Linked DNA regions of Gossypium hirsutum: all the other regions are linked to region 3. Evidence: chromatin contacts called from public Hi-C data. All regions are on one chromosome and are shown on one strand. The core of a region is the stretch at or near the end of the contact, and the rest is flanking DNA. Distances in the headings are between cores, read along the strand shown. Region 1 holds the start of LOC107960334. Region 2 holds the start of LOC121203306 (proline-rich receptor-like protein kinase PERK12). Region 3 holds the start of LOC107956978.

Region 1 (4,660 bases), core at 363-2,862, 480 kb after region 3:
AGTTTGGAACTTGCAGGATAAAGGTAATCTTCACTGTGGAGAAATGGAGTGGCAAATACTGTTTGTAATCTTGTGTTGGCTACTTTGGAATAATAGAAAGAAGTGTGTGTTCTCTAATAGTCACAGGAATATTAGAGCTATTGTGGATACCAGCTACATGTGGACTAGGAGTTATCAGGATTTGGATGTGCAGATGAAATCTTTAGGGACCATGGGAGTGTTTCGAGTTGGACTCCTCTTGTAACGAGTTGGATAAAACTCAATTCAGATGGGCTGTGTCGAATTTAGAACGAAGGGTTTCTATTGGGGGTGTTCTTAGAGATTCAAATGCAAATTAGTTATAGGGATATGCGATGAGTTTTGATAACGAGTCAGTCTTTAAAGTTGAAACAAGAGTGATGTTGGAAGGATTATTCTTAGCTTGGGATAAAAGGTTTCTGAAAGTTGAAGTTGAGTGTGATACTGCTTTGTTGGTTGAATTACTTTTGTCTGGTGGAGGAGCTAGTTGTAGTTTAGTGGAACTACGGCTGTTACATCAAGTTTTGTGTTGGAAATGGGAGATTCGTATCCGACATATCCCTGAGAACTCTTAATGGTGTAGCTGATCACATGACTAAATGTGTTGATATAGGTAGTTCTTTGATACGTTCATTTAGGTCCCCACTGGCTTCAGTTATGAACTTGTCGGGAAGAGATCGCAACATATCTATTTCCTCTTAATTATGGTTTTATCTAATGTAATCGCTTAATCCTATCCTTTCCTGCTAAAAAACAAACCTTTGAATAAGAAAATTTTCTTTAATTTTATTTGGAACTAACATTATTAGATCATCAAAATTCAACAAATTTCAATAATGATTATCATACTCTAGATAATTAAGCCCCCAATTGTTTGGAATGAATAACAGACGTAGGGCCTCAGCTTGCTTAGATGTAAAACAATAAAATCATTATATGAAACCCACTTGCCCCAAATCAAAATCAGTCCACCAATTCAATACACTTCAACAAGGACAGGTGTTATCATAGCAAACTTATGGGGTTTTAAATTTCCGGATCACACAATCATTTAACTATTAAATTTTTTTTAAATAGTTATAATTTAATCACTCATATTATATAATTTGATAATTTTAATAATTTATGTTAAAGTCACAATCAATAAATTAACGTGATAGTTGAAAAACTAATATAATAATAAATTTAATATTACCTTTTACATATTATATTAATTTAATTATAATTTTAAAAAATAATCCTCAAAATAAAAATAATTTTAATTTAATCTTAATTTTAAAAAATTTAAAAACTATATATATATTATTTTAAAAATATAATAATAAATTTAAATTTTATATTAATATTAATATTAAATAAAACAAGAATCCCCATCCCTCTCCTTCTCTTCCTCCCCCACCGGACCTCCCATTTTTTAAACCATCCAAAATGCCTCTGCTGCTCTCTTTATCTCTAATTTCCCATTTTTTTTTATCTTCTTTGTTTCTTCTAAATAAACACAAAATAAAAATTAAAAAAAAATCTTCCAAAAATTTATTTCAATTTAATTTTTGGAATAAAAAGAGCAGCAACTTTTCATCCCTTGAATGGGGTGAGGGAGTGAGTACGATGGTGGGAGAGGTGGGATGGGAAAGAAAAGAAAAATTAAAATGATCCAACTGTTTAAATAGTAAAATTTTTTAGTTTAAATATAAAATAAAAAAAATTATAATTGGAAAAGTGTACCTATTTATATTTATTGAAAAGGAAAAGGGAAAGTGGACACGTGGTGAAGTCTAAAACCCCAAGATACAGAAGTAAAAGATTATCCATATAAAAATGGAACCCTATTAAAAAGGAGGGTCTCAAATTAATAAATTAAGATCACCGTCCAGAATTTAGACGTGTTTTACAGGAATCTTCCGTTTCTGGGGGTTGATTATTCTGAAGACCAAGCTCGTTGCCGCCTTTAAATTAATTGCGTGTTTCATGTGCTTCAACTGTTTTGTCGCTTAACTTCTATAATTCTGAAGCAAAAGCAAAAAGCTTTCAACTCACAATTTCCTATTGCCTAAACTACTGATTTTTTTTCACGTGGAATCTCAACTGGAATGAATATTCTTGTCGCCAGATTCACATTGTAAGTTGAACCCATTTTTCTCTCTTTTTTTCTTTAAATTAATTTTTCATTGCCAGTGTTGTTAGATTTCTACGCCTTTATCTTTTTATCAGAACATTTTAGGCTGGCCTGGGAATTTGGATTTCAGATTTTAAAATGGTGCAAATTCGATGATAAAAACTTATAATAAATATAATTTGTCGATTTTTGGAGTGGTGAATTTGAAATACATGTAGATAATTATGATCTTGAATTTCATATTTTCATAGTTTATATAACAAATGAAATTTGAATTCAAATATTCAATTTCTTGTTTCAAAACATACTATTTGATGGATTGCGGTTGTAGTTGATCTTGGATTTTGCTGAGAACCAGTTACTGCTAAGAAATTGTCGTAGTTTCATTTATGCATAAATCTTTTATGTGGCATTTTTTTAGGAGATTAGCTTTGTTTGATTAATTGTTTCAAGGGTTTGTATTTGGGGATTATTGTTGGTTGAATTTGATTGCGGGAGTCTTTCCAAGGTTTCCTTGTAAACGTATACTTTCTTTGAGACGTGTACTTTCAGTTAACCAGCTGATGAAAAGCTATATTGCCATGACTCTTATTTTTTATTAAACCATGTTTGTCACCCGAATTTGTCGCATATTTAGACACTGGTAGAGTGTATAGATCCTCATAAGATCTTCTAAATACATGAAAATCTTGGAAAACTATTGAACATATTTGTATTGGATGTATACTCACGTCCGACGGTCACACCAAATCCAAGTAATATAGATGAAATTAAAGATACTTTGTAATGTTTTTGATCCAACCTGAACACTGAATCCAAATATGATTTCTTACTTATGTTTATGTCCGAAGGTCCTAGGTTACAGATACAACACATAAATCCTAAAGAGTGTAGCGTGTGTGATTTGCTAGTTTAACTAAGGATCTGTTTTTTCTTATCTTTGGTAAATAGGATCTATTTTGCTCCGACTCTTTTAACTTTTGTTGAAATATTGATATCCGTGTCGGACATAATTTTGGTGATGAGAATGATGATATGATCCTCCAAAGACCTCCCAAATAAATGGAACAATGTAGAGAAAATGAATATCATGTGTCTAGGACACATACTTGTCCATCACTCTCACCTGAATCCGAGTAACATAGCATAGAATGACAATTTTACATTTAACCTTGATAGATAAGCTTTTGTTCTATGTATACCTTTCATCCTGTACTTAGTTGCATTCAAGAAATTGATACCTAAGTGCCTTTGTTACTCTGACTCGGATAAAGGTGCATTCAGTTTTTTCTTTATGAAGTCTTGAGGGATTGTATTTCCATACCCATATCCAAAAATGTGCCAAATATGGGTATTTTAAGAAAAATGAAGCGGCAGAGTAACAAAACTAAGTGCTATCCGCTGTTCCACCGAAAATTTCAGAATCTTTGGAAGGAGAACTTTTATTTTTTTATTTTTGAAAAAAGAACATAGTTTTTAATTGGTAATGGATTAACATTCTTATTAATGTTCAGATTTCACAGATGAGAATGGAAGGGAAAAGAATAAGCTTAGATACTCCGAGGAATGGAAAATCCAAGGTTCTTGATCCAGCATTTTCTGCTTTTTTAGTTCAACTTCCGAGCAAACTTCAAAACTGCCTTAAGGTTAGTCATATCTCTTATTTAACGGATGCCATGCTGATAGATCAGTTTTTCTTTATTAGACTTTGATTGAAAAATTCCTTTTTTTTTTGTTTCTTACAGTCACAGCTCAAGAGATTAGCCAAAGATGGTGCCAGAATAAAACCGTTGAACTCTTCTCTTGAGAAGAAGAACGGTTCATCTTCCGGATTGCAGATCAATCTAGAGAAACAATTGCAAGCTTGGAGAGAAAATCCTTCATGGGTTAATCCACCTCCAGAAATAGAGGTAGGGAGTTATTGGGAAATTTTATGGTTTCATTATGAAGAATGCTGCTAGTCTCATCCTCTGTCCATAACATGGTGTCTGGACATAGGTATTGGGATATGATCCTCCAAAGATTCTCCAATTACACAAACCTGCTCACATCCGAGTTTGAGTAACAAAGCATGATACTTTTGTAGTACCATTTCATTCGTAAAAGCGACATTGAAGTAAAACCTTTGTTTCTAATAATAAAAGATAATTATATAACCAATGTTTACACCACATTGCTGTTACTTACTTTCTTGGGCTTCATTGGATTTTTTATCCTGAGAATCGATCAGTTTGCTAAGTACTAAAATTCTAATGCTCGGCAGGTCAGTGTAGCAAAAGGTTCCCTTTGCTACCTTAAGGCAACAATCGATGTCGGGTTGCCCCCTGATGCTGTGTATAATATTGTCACTGATCCTGATAACCGGAGAGTTTTCAAAAACGTTAAGGTGAGTGTACTAGTTTCAACCACAATAATAAATCAGAAGTTTTGTATCATGTTACAATTACCCATGTTGCTTCTACTCTTTATTTTTCCCAAATCACCCATGTTTGACAAGTTTTCAGATGTGGGTACGAGGATATGATC
Region 2 (4,965 bases), core at 775-3,274, 330 kb after region 3:
TCTTATTTCATATGTCAAGTTCCTTTCATTTACTTATGCATACACTTAACAGCTGGATATATATCTATATATATTATTAAAATTTTAATTGAGTTGATGTTATAAATTATTCAAGCATCAATTTAATTAAAAAGACATAAAATAATTTTTTTTAAAAATGGAAAATATTATTATAATATACCAAAAAATAAATATTATTATGATGATATTTTCATCTTTTAATATAAAAATTATATATAAAAAACTTTCTAAACCCAAAATAAATCTAAAAAATAAAGATGGTGAAATTTAAACACAAGATAACAAGATTCCAAAGCCTAACTTTACCATTTCTTACCACAATGTCAATAGTTTTTTTTTTACCTTAAATTGTTTATAAATATATTTATGAGTGTAAAATAATTTAATATATACACACTCACACTATATATAATACATTTGATTAAGTTTTGTAACACTTAGGGGACGTCTGTCAAATATAAAATTACGGTCCGGAATCTCATAGAGATTATGACATTTAGATTTCAATATTCCAACCATTCATAATCTCACCTTTCATCTCATAATATAGTGTACAATCTCATTACGATCTCTTTTTTAGATAATCTAATATTATGGGCATAATCTAAATTTTAAAACAAAATTAACTTCTATTTTTATTATATTTATCAATATAATCTTTTTTATTATATTTTAAGACAAAAATCAATTTTTTTCTTCTTTTTTTTTCTTCTCGTAAGTTTGAAAACCAAAATCCCTAACCTTCTGCTTCCAATTTTAACTCCACACTATTCTAGACATTCACCCTCATCTCCAATTAGGTAAAGTTTAATATTTTCAATTTCTAGTTGTGCCTTCATATTGCTTTTGTGGCTTCTTGCATTGAAAGATTTTTTTTTTTAAATTCCATTTGTTTTCAATATCTATAGTAGGATTCATGCTTGTTGATTGTTGTAGATTTTTTTCAATTTATATTTGTTGAGTTCTTACGTTGTTAATTGTTACATGTTCTCATGTTTATTTTTTTTAATAAGGTCCTCTCGATTGTTATGAAACATTATTAATTAACTAAGAAAAGTATATAAAGAGATAAGTAGAAAGAGGAGACCTTGTACAATGGCCACCATCACCGTCCCTTAATTCAATAACACTATTTGATTGAAAAATTAGTTAAAAATCATATTATAAATTCATACAATATATTTATAAAGTTGATTTAATAATTAAACATTTTTTCAAAAGGATAAACAACCTTCCTTATTAGCTCACTATGCTTCTTTTTACTCTTTAAAAACTACGGTAAAATAAAAAAATATATTAAAATTATATATGAATTTTGATACAATTTGTAATATTATACATCAATTTTAATTAGGTACGAATGTATATTTTAAACTTTAATTTTAGTTCAATTTTCACATTTCACTAACCTTATAATCTATATGGCACAATTTTTCATTAACTCGTATTTAAATTGTTGATCTCATATTTTATTAGGTTAAAAACAAACAAACAAATTTAAAATATTTTCACATAGATTAAAAAATAAACACACTTGAGAAAAATAATTCTTACATCCTCAAGATTTTTTTTTAAATCGAAGTGGAAATAATTTAAATTTATCTGTTCACATGACTTAATAAAAAACTGTCACATAAGTAATAGGGTTAACAAAATGTAAAAATTAGATCAAAATTAAAGTTTGATTATACAAATAGACTAAATTAAAATTAATGTATAACATTGCAAATTATATCAAAATTTATTTATAATTTTAATATTTATATCTAAAAACATTATCAAACCAACTTAATTGTAAAATAATTAAAAAGAATTTTTATCTTGAGAATGTTGTTGTCTTTCTATCTTTAAAAAGAAGCAATTTAAACTTAAAATAAAGATTTACCTAATTGGGTTCAAAGTTGTCAAAATAAATTCAAAAATTCATTTATTGAACATATTTTTTAATATAATTTTCTTCACCCCGTGTATAATATAATCTAGTTATTTATATTTTTCTTTTGTTATCTTTCAGCGTGAAGGGTAGCATTAGAATGTAAGCACTAACTTGTTGAGTACAGGTTGCAGATTTTGGACTTGTGAGACTTATCGACACAAGTCAAACCCATGTTTCAACTCGAGTTATGGGTACATTCGGGTAGGTCATGGTTTCAACAGCTGATGGGCTCTTTGTTGGGGTTCGGATTCTCTCACAACCTTTTCTGTCGTCCCTGTAACCTGTTGACTTTAGAACCTGTTATATGCTGATAATCGAGTTTAAAGGTTTTATGCTTTCTATCGGTATTCTTCATTTCGGCATTTCATCAGATACCTGGCACCAGAGTATGCATCGAGTGGAAAGTTGACGGATAGATCAGACGTTTACTCATTTGGGGTTATGCTTTTAGAACTTATAACTAGGCGTAAACCCGTTGATCCAACTCTGCCTTTGGGGGATGAGAGCTTGGTCGAATGGGTATGGATCATCCAATTAACTTTTTATCTAAAAGTTGATGTATTTATAATTATAAATTGAGGTGTCCCTATGATATTGGCAGGCACGACCACTCCTGATTCAAGCCCTTGAAACAGGCAATTTTGGTGAATTAATTGATCCACAACTTGACAAGCGTTAGGTAGAGATCGAATTGTTCAGGATGATTGAGGCAGCTGCTGCATGCGTTCGGCATTCTGCTGCAAAGCGGCCCCGCATGGCGCTCGTAATTTTCTCAATCTCCACCTATTTCCCTTCTCCCACTGTTGTTTTGGTTTTCCACACTTCCATGCTTTTTTTTCTTTTTTTTTATTCTATTGTGTTTATTAATCAATCTTGGTGAATGTCGGCAATGAATATAGTTGTTGAACATATTATAGGTGGTAAGAGTATTGGATTTCGAGGGAGATCCCGATCTTTCTAATGGCATAAAATTCGGACAGAGCGCTGCATATGATTCCAGCCAGTACAGTGAAGAAATTACCAAGTTCAGGAGGATGGAATTCGGCGGTGGCAACAGTTCGGATTATGATATGTATGGTGATGATCACATTTCTGGGGAATCATCAGGTGCAAAGCCGAGTTCCTGGAAGTCCTGGTATAGTTCCGGTGAATCCCAAGCTCAAGCATCTAAACCATCATCAAGTGGTAGCTATAGTGATGGCTCAAGGAACTATGGCAGTGGTCGCTTCAGATAAATGTCTATTGCCTGAGTTGTTCACACTCCCTTTGGTTCCGACCACCAGCTCGAGAAAGCTTGTAAAAAGGGTAAGTTCTAACATAGGTAACTAAGGTGTATCAGGTGAACAATCTCGTGAAAGTTCTCAGTACATTTTAAAATCCACATATTAATCAAAATTCTTACTATTTGCTGTATTTGACCTTTGTGTCAGAAGGCATATCCAAACACGGGAATAGTATGATCCTTCAAGGAACTTCAAGTACATAAAACATTGAGAAAAAATGAGCATACTGGTGTCGATATTGTTGGATACACAACCATGTCTAACATTAACACCCGAATCCAAGTAACATACCCTAATTCAACTTTTTAATTCAAATCCCTATCTAGTTAACCCACTGAGGATATTGCGTGCCTAAGGTCTCTTGAACATGTAATCTCTAGCAATCTGTCAGCAACATGCATCCGGGATAATACTTAGCTGTTTGCATCACATGATATTGTTGAATGATTCTGACATGCTGCTGATTGATTATGCTATTTATGGATGTGAAGCACAAATATCAGATATAAACTAGAAAGAAAAGAAGTTGATATGTAGGAAAAAGAAGCCAAAATGAAACAAAAACCTCAACTATCTTCACAGAATTAGCAATTTGTATGTAGAATTTAGTAAAAACTACATGTGTAAGAACAAGGAGAGGAAAACCCACAAATTTTACAGTCAAAAGTTTCTAATCATGATTGTTGGAGCTGCTTGAAGTAAAGTTCCATCAAGGGAATAGTTTCTTTATCTCTCGGCTGAAAACTGTTCATTTTTACTATACATTGCTTCATTCTCAAGTCTGAATCTACATTTTCTGTATGGTATATTGAAACCATGAATATGATTTATCTACTTCATTAGGTTTGTCAACAAGTCCCTCAGTTTCCTGGATTGAAAATCCCTGTTTGCCTTGCATAAGTTGAAAATACAGTGTTAGCAGAAAAACATAAGTTTGTTTGACAGAATTTCAGGAAGTAAACAAGAATTGTAATGATTTCCGTTTTTGCAATCTTTGCAGTTGTGGTGTTTATGATAACACTGTTAGACTTTGCCCTTAGTGCTTTGCAAAGCTAAAAGTACTAACTGAATCAATATTGTTCTTAAGAAACAATGTTGTTTTGACTCTTCATTTTTTTTCTTTTTGAAGTATTTGTGCCTAACACCCATGTCTGACACAGTTTTAGACGTATGGGGATATGGTTCTCTAAGAACCCTCCAAATACATGGAAAAAAAATTATCATACCCATGTCCAGATACTCACTGCTATGTATCTACCATCCAGTGAGTCTTACCTCAACTTTGAACATGCTGAGAACCTTTCCATTAAATGTTGTGACATTAGCATCAACCACTTGAAGTCCCAAAGAATCTATGCCCTCCATCAACTTTGCAAAGCTTCCTCTCTTGTGCTCATAATAGAGCTTGATCAAGAACTCCCGTTTAGTTAGCTGGTTCACTTCTACATGTACCTGAGAAAAAATTCAAGAACACTAAGTTTAGTTGAAAGTTTCATTGATAGAAACCGTGACAGAGGTAGCAACAAACCAGTGAACTGTGACAGAGGTAGCAACAAACCAGTGTTTAATTTCAATAATTTCAGTTACCTCCATTTTTGCCATTTCGGCAAGGCTGGACGAAACTTGGTTTGGCTTAACGGCAGATACGTTGTCCTTAGGTGACTTGTCTAACAATGTAGACTTCAGTTCTAAGTTGCTCTTTTCACAGTTTTCTTCATCGATTTT
Region 3 (4,480 bases), core at 858-3,357:
TAAATTGATTTAATCATCTTGAACATCGAGAGAAATTCAAGGTACTTAGTCCATATATATATTGGACATTAGAGTCATATGCATGAAATCATGAACCAAATTCAACATATTAGCTAATATTCTCCTTTAGCCGATTATCTAAGTCAAGATAGAATCATCAATATGCTTACCTATAGCCGAATACATGCAACACCAATCTATGTATGCATTCATGTGGTCGAGTATACATATTCCAATATGATATCATTTCCATTTCGTTTAACACATAACATTTACCACATATCAATTAACCCATTTCTTTACTCATGTGGCCGATTATACTTGGTCATGCATACACATGATTAAGTTATTTAACACCTAACTCACATAGTCATAGTGTACAAAATCTTAAGGTCCACATATGAATACCCCCAAGTTCCCATGACTTAACCCCTAACCACATTTTTGCTGAGAATTCCTTGAATTTCTAATAGCATACACACATGTAATCAATTAACTTAAGCTACCTTTAAACTTTTACCTATCACCTCATGCCAAACCATCAAATGAACTAATTATAATTACATAGGTACTACCAAAGCCGAAACCTATGCATACTATTATTCCTTATGCCCAAACCAAAGACCACATTCGGCACTTTCATCCACCATTCTACCAAGCATGTAATATTCAAACACAACCAAACTCACATTCGACCCTAGCTCATAACAAGGTAGCCGATTCTTTTCCCTTAGTATCTAATGCTCACCTATGATTCTTTTTATAGTTCAAACACTCATCTATCATCATTCACCTAACTTTAACATGAAACAACAAAACTCACCATTTCTCATCCAAATAACATGAGCAACAACCATTTCTTGAACATTTTCTCATGACCGATTGCTCATGTTACCAACAAGATTCAAAATTTGAACATGGGCTAACTAAGGGACTTAGTAACTAGCTTAATACATTCAACAATTCCAAAAGCTACCATGAATTACATACCTTATTCAAGACTAGAAGGAGTGGCCAAATATTTTACTTCCCCTTCCCCCTTCTTCTTAGCATTTTCGGCCAGGGATGTTAAAGATGAACATTTTTTTTCTTTGTTTTCTTCCTTTAATTCACGGCAATGGAGGAGCAACCTAGCTAATTTTTTTTTGTTTCTCCTCCTACTAACCACTATTATTTTATTACCCATGTTCTTTATTTTATTATTCCTAACATAAAACACTAACATAAAATGTTTATAATACATTTTAACCCATAGCATGGCCGGCCACCATCCTAAGTTTTGGGTAATTTGACATGCAAGGACAAACATTTTCTAACATGCATCAATAGGCCACTTTAACATTTGCCTAGCACATTTCTAAATTTTCTCACACAAGTCCTATTTAGCAAAATTCACTTACAATTAACAAAATTCAAACATGAAATTTTCACACATGCCTATATACATATAATAAGCATCAAATATAACGGTTAATTATTTTCATGACTCGGTTTTGTGGTCCCGAAACCACTTTCCGACTAGGGTCAATTTAGGGCTGTCACAAATGATCTCAAAAACATAAAATTTATGAAAAACAGACTCAAATAAGACTTATATGCAAGGGTTGATTCCTTAGGAGAGTTCGAAGCTTTCTATTCTCTTCTTCAACGGAGTTTAAATAGTGGAGAAATATAACAATAAAAATTCTCTTTCCTTTCGCTTAGGTTTTTCTTTTACTGTTATTATTATCATTTTATTCATTTAACTTAATAATTAACAAAACAAAGTCAAAATACATGCTCCAACCATCCACTATAATAGGACATGGCATAATTGCTATGTAAATCCTTGCATGTTTACTAATTAAGCCTTTAACACTTAAAAATCAAATGTAATTAACTTTTACAATTATTATGATTTAGCCATTATACCCTAATTACTAACCGTGTAATAAAATTACTAGACCAAAAATCAGTATAATACAATAATAAAATCATAAATATTAATAAAAATGAGATTTCAAAACCACGGTTTCTAGTACCACTGAAAAACAGTTGTTACACACTTATAGCTTGTTGGGTTGGCTGTAATGGTTTAGCATTACAGCCCTATTCCTTGGGCTCAACCTTATTACATTGTTTGGTTGGCTGAATGGGCTATTACAGACCTATTCATTACAGCCTTATTCAAGGCAAAATCACCGTTTACAATTCATGCCTCCCCCCACGGAATACCAATTCAGCATTAAAAGTTTTCATCTTTACCCTTCTCATTTCTTTCTCATCTGAGCATTTTCTTCTTTTTTTTAAACCTCTGATTCCCATTTCCTTCCAACCTTCTCCCTCTTTTTCACGTCCGAAGCATCATTTCCAACCCTATCTAAGCTTGAACCTAGATTCAACTTCAAATCAAAAGCCACCAAATTTTTACCTACCAGCGAACAGTCCTCTTAGCCTCCACAAATTCATCCTCGTGCTCCGGCTAAAATCAGGGTCAACAGTTTCAATTTTCTCTCAACAAAAACACAGCTTGAAATCCAGATTTCTCAGTTTTCTCAAGAAAATCCGACTTCGGTATGAAAGGAAAGGGCTAACAATCCAACACCCAGATGTTAAATCGGTGCTGAATCGAGTGAAGCAGTTCACTGACAAGGTAAGCTTTTGACCTTCTTCAATCGAAATTAAGACCCCCTTTTTCGTTAACTATCCCAGATCCCCAAGAGTATTGTTTTAATCGAACCCTATTAAGCACTTACATGCTATTGTCATTGATAGGTATAAGTTGCTTTAAAGTTTACTTGTTGGAATTGTTAATAAATTGTATGGAAAGCTTGTTGATTCGGTAAAGGAACAATTAATTTGGGTTAAAGAAATGATTGATGTTTCTGCTACAGGAATTGATAGTTTGTTAGTATGTTTAAAGAGGCAAATTGTTGGTGGTGATTTTAGTGATGGGAATCTTTGGTTATGTTTTGAGTTAGTGAGTCTTTGTTTAAATGGGATTGTTTGTTACAAGAAAAGCCTGTAGTTTTGACCAGTGCACTATATACATTTTTTCTTTTATTAGCTGATCATTGTAGTTTTGACTAGTGCACTATATACAGTTCTCTTTGCCTCTAGAATTTCCTTCTGCAGCCTATCTTTACTTTAGCCATTGATCTACAGTGATTTACCATCTCCTCCTTTTCCTTGATTAGGTTCTTCCATTCAGCCTTCTTCTGTGTTGGTTCTTCCGTAGTTTCCTCAAGACCGAAGGTTGGCAATCACACAGCAGTATTGGGAAGAGCTGATTGAGCTTGAGGAAGGGTTTGAAAAGGAATTGACCCTGCTTATGGGAAAGTACAACCCAGATCGCCTCGAGGAAGAGACTACTGATAGCCTTGAAGGACGAGACAAGAGAGGAGCAAGAGATATTGAAACAGAATAGACAACAATGATCCTATTTGTCGAGGGTAAGAAGCAGCATATTATGTTTTAGGTCAAAGGTACACACCAATTTTATTACCAAAGATACTTTAGTTTTGGATATAAAGGGCAAAAGGTGAAGCCTTTTGGATCGATACAAACATTGGAATAATGAAACTTTAAGTGCTTTATTATTATTGAACATACATATCTGAGGATTCTTTTGTGTTTAAGCTGTCTTGCAATGAAAAATTTTGCAGTGGATATATGTTTGATGATTCGATGTTTGAATTTCCATGAAAAAAGAAAACACTTTTGTTGGATAAGAAATCGACAATAAAAATGGGGTTTCTGCAGATTTTCTCTCTCTCTCGCTCTCTCTAATATATTTTCAATAAGTTAACTAAATATAGAAATTGGGTTTTGTCCATGCAAAAAACCTGCTAATATTGTGGATTGGGTTCTGCAAGTTATTAACTTTGACTCTTAATTTTAATGGAGTTATAATTTGTTTTTGTTTGAAGTTATGGAATTATAATTAGTTGAGCAACTGTTAAAAAAGGTCAGACAAGTTGTTGTTTTTTTTAGTTTATTAAAATGGTTACAGTTTAGATTAGTAAAATGATCTTTGTGAATCTCAGTTTTACTAAGAAAAAACCACAATATACATCGAACTCATTCTTTTTTATATAGAAAAGAGAGCTTAGGCCCTAAGCAAGTTCATAACATAGTCCGCACTGTATGCATCCAACTTTGAATAATAAATTTCTCGATTTGATATGTTATATCTTCTCCATTTCTAAAACTTTCAATCTCAAGTTATCATCTTTGTTATCATTTTCATAGTGTGACATAGCAAGCATAGAATTCATGTGTATGTTCATTGCCAATGGGGTTGCTTGTATTATATATATATTTATATATATATTTTTTATAGTATTATATATTTTGATTTTTTAATTCATATAATAATAATTATATTAAGAATGTTATTAAATTATATTTAATAATAATTATGTTAAAATATGGTTAAACTATTTATTATTTTTATTAAATTATTTTCAATAATAATTTTATTAAAATTTAATAACAATAA

What was found. A called contact is a pair of places that touch in the nucleus more often than the background predicts.
Region 1: a contact with region 3 is called in a Hi-C map of leaf, with 2.2 times the contacts expected there. The contact joins the promoter of LOC107960334 here to the promoter of LOC107956978 in region 3. A contact is called at or near these places in 5 of 34 Hi-C or Micro-C datasets (callus, hypocotyl and leaf).
Region 2: a Hi-C map of leaf shows a contact between it and region 3, with 5 times the contacts expected there. The contact joins the promoter of LOC121203306 here to the promoter of LOC107956978 in region 3. A contact is called at or near these places in 11 of 34 Hi-C or Micro-C datasets (callus, fibers, hypocotyl and 2 more).

The regions. Positions count from the first base shown.
Region 1 is chrA05:54,446,884-54,451,543 of Gossypium_hirsutum_v2.1, reverse strand. LOC107960334 reads left to right here and starts at 1,612. Exons shown (of 6, transcript XM_016896664.2): 1 at 1,612-2,137; 2 at 3,649-3,780; 3 at 3,880-4,044; 4 at 4,398-4,520. The coding sequence starts at 3,658.
Region 2 is chrA05:54,595,594-54,600,558 of Gossypium_hirsutum_v2.1, reverse strand. It overlaps LOC121203306 (proline-rich receptor-like protein kinase PERK12), which reads left to right and starts at 2,024. Exons shown (of 4, transcript XM_041112487.1): 1 at 2,024-2,476; 2 at 2,559-2,720; 3 at 2,875-3,262. The coding sequence starts at 2,658. The coding sequence ends at 3,192. It overlaps LOC107959958 (transcription factor bHLH90), which reads right to left. Exons shown (of 8, transcript XM_041112486.1): 6 at 4,828-4,965; 7 at 4,516-4,692; 8 at 3,794-4,131. The coding sequence ends at 4,072.
Region 3 is chrA05:54,931,097-54,935,576 of Gossypium_hirsutum_v2.1, reverse strand. It overlaps LOC107956978, which reads left to right and starts at 2,107. Exons shown (of 2, transcript XM_041112579.1): 1 at 2,107-2,632; 2 at 3,177-3,647. The coding sequence starts at 2,132. The coding sequence ends at 3,269.